2 separate regions of the Danio rerio genome follow, and region 1 is linked to region 2. The links are chromatin contacts, called in public Hi-C maps. All regions are on one chromosome and are shown on one strand. The core of a region is the stretch at or near the end of the contact, and the rest is flanking DNA. Distances in the headings are between cores, read along the strand shown. Region 1 holds the start of si:dkey-178e17.1. Region 2 overlaps si:dkey-178e17.1.

Region 1 (3,493 bases), core at 660-3,159, 42 kb after region 2:
CTCTCACATCATTAATACACTGATCGGGCAGTCAGATGGGTAGCACATCGCACAAAAACATGTATACAATTATATACAATCGATTATGAAAACGATTGACACGTAGCTCCGCAGAAAGAAAGATGGTTCGTTTTGTCGCGCGCACGTGACAGGTACCCCCTGCAGTGAGCTATGGAAGTAAATTGCGCATGCGCCAGAAGCTTATAAGGCGCATGCGCCAACAAGAAGGGCACGCATAAACGCAAAACTAAGAATTTTGTATTAGTTCAACGAAATATTTTAAGTTTTTCACATTGAAGCACCATATTTGTTGAACAAACTAACTATTATTTGTCAGCATTTCAAATGAAAATATTTAAATTCAGTTAACTTATTAATCTTTGTTCAGAGGACTTTTTGAAAGTTGGCGTTTTTACAGTGTAGTTACATAGAATAATTGTAGAAACCTACTTTTTTAAAACAGTTGTTGTGTTACCACAGCAAATATAAATTACCACGGAAGATTGAATTATTATTGTTCAAAAACACTAGCATTTACTACACATTACTATAGTATTTTTCATGTGTGTGAAGCTGTCTCATCCTCTGATAGGAGCATCAGCTTTGAGGACATCAGCTCTATATCCTTGTATATAGCCACATCTGACCTTTAAACGCTGATAAATCGCATTTAAACCTCAACATCTTTACTAAACCAACATAATTAATCAGCTGTAATATTAATATTCATAATGTGCAAGTATTTTCTGACTGACAAATTCAGCTTTTTTATATTAACCCAGTATGACAGATAAACTAATAATTTTTGTTAATATAAATCTTAAATTTAGACATAAATAATCAATTTAAAGCAGTTTACACAGTGATAATACCTCAAACGACTTAACAAAATGGTTTATAATTTTGCTAAACATCAAGATTTAGTGGATAACATCCATTTTCGCAGGTCAAGAAACTTGTTTGCTAACATAAAATATACAGTAATGAAGCACTGTAGTTACATAGAATAGTTGTAGAAATCTACTTTTTTAAAAACAATTGTTGTGTTACCACAGCAAATATAAATGACCACAAAAGATGGAATTAATATTGTTCAAAAACACTAGCATTTACTATACATTGCTATATTTTCATGTGTGTAATGCTGTCTCTTTCTCTGAGACGAGGATCAGCTTTGAGGACATCAGCTCTGTGTCCTTGTATATAGCCATATCTGACCTTTTAAACGCTGATAAATCACATTTAAACCTCAGCATCTCTAATAAACCAACATGGTTATTCTGCTGTAATATTAATATTCATAATGTGTGAGCATTTTTTGACTGAAAAATTCAGCTTTTTTCATATTAACGCAGTATGACAAGATAAACTAATGTTTTTGTGATTGTAAATTTTAAATGTAGATATAAATAATCAATATTAAGCAGTTTACACAGTGATAATACCTCAAACAACTTAACAAAATGGTTTATAATTTCACTAAACATCGTGATTTAGTGGATAACATCAATTTTCGCGGGTCAAGAAACTTGATTGCAAACAGGAAATATACAGTAATGAAGCACTGTAGTTGCATATAAAATATAAACAGCCAAAAATAAACCATGAAACATCTTAATAGATTAATTAACATCACAAAAACTCGATTTCAACAGTTTTTTCTTCATGTCCGGAGCTTGTTTTGTAAGTTCAACTGTCATTCGGAGTTTAGAAATGAATGGAAATCCCCTCAGAAGTGCGATGAAGGCGCAGTTGTGTGTTTTAAGCTCATTGTTTTGTAGTTGTGTGTTAAAGTGATGTGTGACTGACCTGCCAGGATGGCTTTTCCAGGATGGGTGAGTTTAGCTTTCGCTGCTCCGCGTTCACGCGTCATCTTCAGTCTGTCAGGAACGCGCACAGCACGCGCATCTGAGAGCAGCGGGCGATCCGCCGACCATAGACTGATGACATGAGACAGCGCTCAGCCAATCAGCGGCCAGAACACAGAGCGGGGCGGGTCTTGCGTCTCTCAGTTTCTCTCTCCCTCTCTCAGTGCCACGCCCTCGATGACAGAAACTGGATTTTATGAAAGCAGATCTGGATTCAATCTCAATTTACACCCTAAAACCTTGACTTCGCAACAACGTTTAGATTTAAATAAGAAACAAAGCAACAAAACTCCACAGTCTGGAACCTCAGACCTGCAAAAACTTGAAACAAACAGAATATATAAAGAATAACAACACACTAAATAATAGTATGCATTCATAAATCAACAAACAAAATAAAAATGTGATAAAAAAAAAACAATACAAGTAGTTTTAAAAAAGTAAAAAAAAATTACATTTAATTTTTACAATTATTTGTACATTTACTTACAATCACAAGACAGCACAGTGGAAAGGGCATGCATTCATTAAAAATGGTGATAAAACAATTTAAAAAAAATTTTAATGTGTATATTTACTTAGAGTTATTAATTTTCCATATCCATAATTGATTAATTATGTACAAATTATCCTCCTTTATATAAACACACAAACAAACAAACCTAAAAATTAAACAAAAGAAAATTAAATAAAGTTAAATAAATACCAATAAATAGTACATAAAATAGAAAAGGAGATTCAATATGCATAAATACAATAAATTAACTTTAAAAGCAATAAATAGAAAATAATAAAATACCTAAATTATTTTATATAATAGAACAAATAAAAATAAAGAATACAGAAAACAAAAGAACCCTATAATATAAATAGAATAATAAATGCAAATAAAAAATAAGTTAGAATAAACTCAGACTGCAATACAGAAAAATAATGATATTTATATATACAAACAAAGAATAAAACTGTTAAAAAGAAAATAAAATTAGGAATAACTAAATAAAAGAATCAAGTATTATGTATCAATAAATAAATAACTTTGAAATAAGTTGATAAATACAAAAAGCAATAAAGGATTATAGGATTAAAAATGTACTTTAAAAACAGCATTTGTTTATTATTTTATTGATATTCTTTTATTTTATTAATAATTACTTTGTAAAAAAATATTTCGAGTTTTGAACCTCCATACATAAATGATAAATAAATTGTATTTTTTTATATTTCATTCATTTTATTAAATAAATATTTGTTGAGAAGTTAATAAACAATAAACTACAGATCACAAACAGATTTACATTAATTTAATTATTTATAATTTAATTCTAAACAGAATTAAATATTTCTTAAAGCAACAAAGTTTTTATTAAGTCATTTATATAGTTAGATATTAAAGTCCATATTTAACCCAATGTTGGGTCATGACAACCCAGCATTTTTAGAGTGTAATTTCATCATCATGACTGGAGCCCATATTAAAAGATGTCAAATTTTTTTTAATTAAATTTCTGGAACATAAACAATAAATCAATTTTTAAAAATGCTGGGTTGTCATACACTTTTCAACCCGACAACACAAGATATTTTAGAGTAAACAAATATAATATTATGAGTGGAGGTAATAT
Region 2 (3,594 bases), core at 108-2,607:
TGAAAAACAATAATAAAAATAAATTAAATTTAAAAATCCAAAGAATACGAATTTAATAACACTAAATAAACCTATATACAATGCACATTGTATGTTTTTTTTAAATACAATTAATTTATAATATTTATGCAAAAAATATAACTTTTGTCAGTCCAATTATTCTGCTTCGCTATCGAGTTTATTCATCAACTGTAAAATGAAAAAAAAAAATTAAATCTGCCTTTTTTATTTACAGTTAAAGTCAGAATTATTAGCCCCCCTTTGATTTTTATCCCAAATGATGTTTCACGGAGCAAGGACACTGTGATAATATTTCTTCTTCAGGAGAAAGTCATATTTGTTTATTTCGGCTAGAATAAAAGCAGTTTAGAATTTTTTAAACACCATTTTAAGGTCAAATTTATTAGCCCCTTTAAGCTATATTTTTTCGATAATCTACAGAACAAACCATCGTTATACAATAACTTGCCTAATTACCCTAACCTGCCTAGTTAATCTAATTAACCTAGTTAAGCCTTTAAATGTCTCTTTAAGCTGTATAGAAGTGTCTTGAAGAATATCTAGTCAAATATTATTTACTGTCATCATGACAAAGATAAAATAAATCAGCTATTAGAGATGAGTTATTAAAACTATTATGATTAGAAATGTGCTGAAAAAAATCTGCTCTCTGTTAAAAAGAAATTTTTGAAAAGAAATAAACAAAGGGCGAATAATTTAGGGGGGCTAATAATTCTGACCTCAGTTGTATAACGTCTTACATTTGGCCTAATTATTGTTGGTTAAATTAAAGTATCTTATACATAAATGCTTGCCACATCACTTCTTTGAATAAAATAAAATTATTTAAATTAAAATCTATTGATGCATAAAAAATAAAAATGTAAAAGAAATCCAATGAATACTAATTTAATCAGGCTAGATGAAATATATACAATGCACATTGTGTGCTTTTTTCCCAATTTCCAAATCCAATTTTGTGCAAGAACATATATTTTGCCAGTCTAACTAATGTGCTCAGCTTTCCAGTTTATCCATTACCCGTAAATGGAGGGTCAAGCTGAGTGCAGTCTATTGTGGAAAACACTCAATGCCCACACAGTGTTTTACAAACATGAGTTGATTTTGAGAATATGATCATTTGGGATGCATTAAACCAATACGGATTTCTCAGTCTTTAAAGTCTGCATGAAGCTGAACTGCAACCATTTTTTCCATATTGTTTTGCAGTTTCTAGAGAAACAGAATATTAAATGACAAAGCAGTGGGCGTGGCTTGTTTTTTCTACTGTAAGCTGATTGGATGTAGTAAAGCAGGTGTTTCGTTTAGATAGGAAAAAGGGTTTGGGCAGAGTTATTACAACCTAACAGACTCCTCCTCCTCACCATTTCTGCTTGTCATAGTGATGTCAAAACTTACAGCTGGAGGGGCGTGGTTAAGCATGTTAGCCACACCCAAAACCTCAGACAGACCTAATCTGAGAATTGAACTGAAAACAAACAGGAAGCGCATTTTCAGATTACAATTAAAGATTACAAGATCAAACTATTTTATTTTTCTTCAAGACACGCACAGATGAATTGTTCAGCACAAAACTAGGAATGGGGACTTTAAGGTTTGAGTCCCAGATTGAAGGTTTGCAGTGTGGTTTTGATTAAAGCGAGACGCTGCTCATAAATGCAACCTGGGCTGAAATCCAGCAGACAGACGTACAGAACGGCTCCATTAGCAGGACAAACACAAGGTCGAAACACCAATGCAATCAGCTAATGAAAGAGGGGAGAAGAACATGAAGAGGAGGAGGAGGAGATCATCAATCTGATGGAGGAGAAACCGCTCTAAAGCACAGCTGATCCAGGAACAGATCCGCTTTACTGATCAATTACAATTATTAGCTCTCCTGTGTATACTGACTCTTTTCAAATATTCCTCAAGTGATATTCAGGCACATTTCTCACAGTATTTCCTATGATATTTCTTCCTCTGGAGAAAGTCTTATTTGTTTTATTTCGGCTAGAATAAAAGCAGTTTTTAATAGTTAAACCCATTTTAATGTCAGTATTATTAGCCTCCTTAAGCAATATTTGTTTGGATTGTCTCCAGAACAAACCACTGATGTATAATGACTTGCCTAATTACCCTTACTAATCTAGTTAAGCCTTTAAATGTCACTTTAAGCTGAATACTAGTATCCTGAAGAATATCTAGTCTAATATTATTTACTGTCATCATGACGAAGAGAAAATAAAACAGTTATTAGAAATGAGTTATTTAAACTATTATGCTTAGAAATGTGTTGAAGAAATCTGCTCTCCCTTAAACAGAAATATAAAATAAATAATATTTATCAGGAGGGAAGAGAAGAGAAATATGTGGAGATCTGGACCTAGATTTAACTTTCATCTGTTCATGCATACCTGAATGCTGACAGAGTTTATTCCTGAAATCAGGACATGTTTTTACAAAAAAACAAATAAATAAATAAATTAGTGGTAGGCACTGTGGCCTCACAGCAAGAAGGTCTCTGGTTTGAGTCCTGGCTGGGTCAGTTGGCATTTCTGTGTGGAGTTTGCATGTTCTCCCCGTGTTGGCGTGGGTTTCTTCTGGGTGCTGGTTTTAGTTCATTCCGCTGTGGCGACCCCTGATGAATAAGGGACTAAGCTGAAGGAAAATGAATGAATGAAGAAAATAAAATTTGGAAATGTGATTTTTAAAACAAACGTTAATCCTGGTCGCATTTTTAATACATTTTAGTCTGATTTATTTTTGTATGTTGGTATTTTAGTTTCGCATTAATTGTCTGTTACGTTATGTCAACAAGACCTAATAAAAAGAAAATGAAAGCAGATCATGTCCAAAAACAACATCAGGGCTCGAAATTAACTTTTTTACTTGGTAGCACCGGTGCTCCCAACTTCAAATATTTAGGAGCCCCAAAATAAATTTAGGAGCACTAGAAAAAATTTAGGAGCACCCACCAAAAATGATTGAGCACCGCTGCAAATTGCTTTTTAAGGGATTTATTGTATTTTAAAACAACATCAATAGGACTGACAAAAACCAGAAACAACTATCTAACTAATGCTGCGAAGACATTGATATTTGTGTGCAATAATTCCAAAATGAATGTCTAATAATTATAGAATATTAGTGATGATGAAAATGACAATAATAGTAACAATGAATTCCATTTCTCATTATGATACTGCCTTGAATGTGCATGAATGTAGGTTATCTGCTATAAAAAGTCTGTTACTTTATGAAAAATAATTGTAGTTTGCATCAAACAAAAATGAAGCATTGCAGTAAGAAATATTTATTTTGTACTGCTGTATTTATATGCATGTCAATTTAATAAATAATATTTCTGCTACAAAACAAACAAAAGATTATAATAAATCATTCAATTCAATGATGAAAGCTGCAAAGCAATCATCAGTAAATAAATAAATAAATAAAAAATAAAAATAATATACACCTCAAAAAATAATAGACAAAAGAAAGAAAGTAAAGTCTCACTTCTATCACTCTTTAAAAGATTTGGTTTCAGTTTGTGTCAATTTAAAGGTTCAGTCTGAGCTGATCTTCATTTTT

Evidence for each region. A called contact is a pair of places that touch in the nucleus more often than the background predicts.
Region 1: a contact with region 2 is called in a Hi-C map of an unstated tissue, with 2.3 times the contacts expected there. The contact joins the promoter of si:dkey-178e17.1 here to the enhancer-like site in region 2. A contact is called at or near these places in 2 of 18 Hi-C or Micro-C datasets (caudal fin and an unstated tissue).

Annotation. Positions count from the first base shown.
Region 1 is chr8:3,221,365-3,224,857 of GRCz12tu, forward strand. si:dkey-178e17.1 reads right to left here and starts at 1,910. Exons shown (of 9, transcript XM_073910005.1): 1 at 1,810-1,910. The coding sequence starts at 1,873.
Region 2 is chr8:3,179,979-3,183,572 of GRCz12tu, forward strand. All of the region lies in intron 3 of si:dkey-178e17.1, which reads right to left. Among named protein-coding and RNA genes, the nearest start is that of si:dkey-178e17.3, 27 kb to the left of the region's middle. Within about 2 kb of position 1,358, at least 4 of the 62 cell types and tissues checked have an H3K27ac peak or open chromatin away from gene starts, as enhancers often do.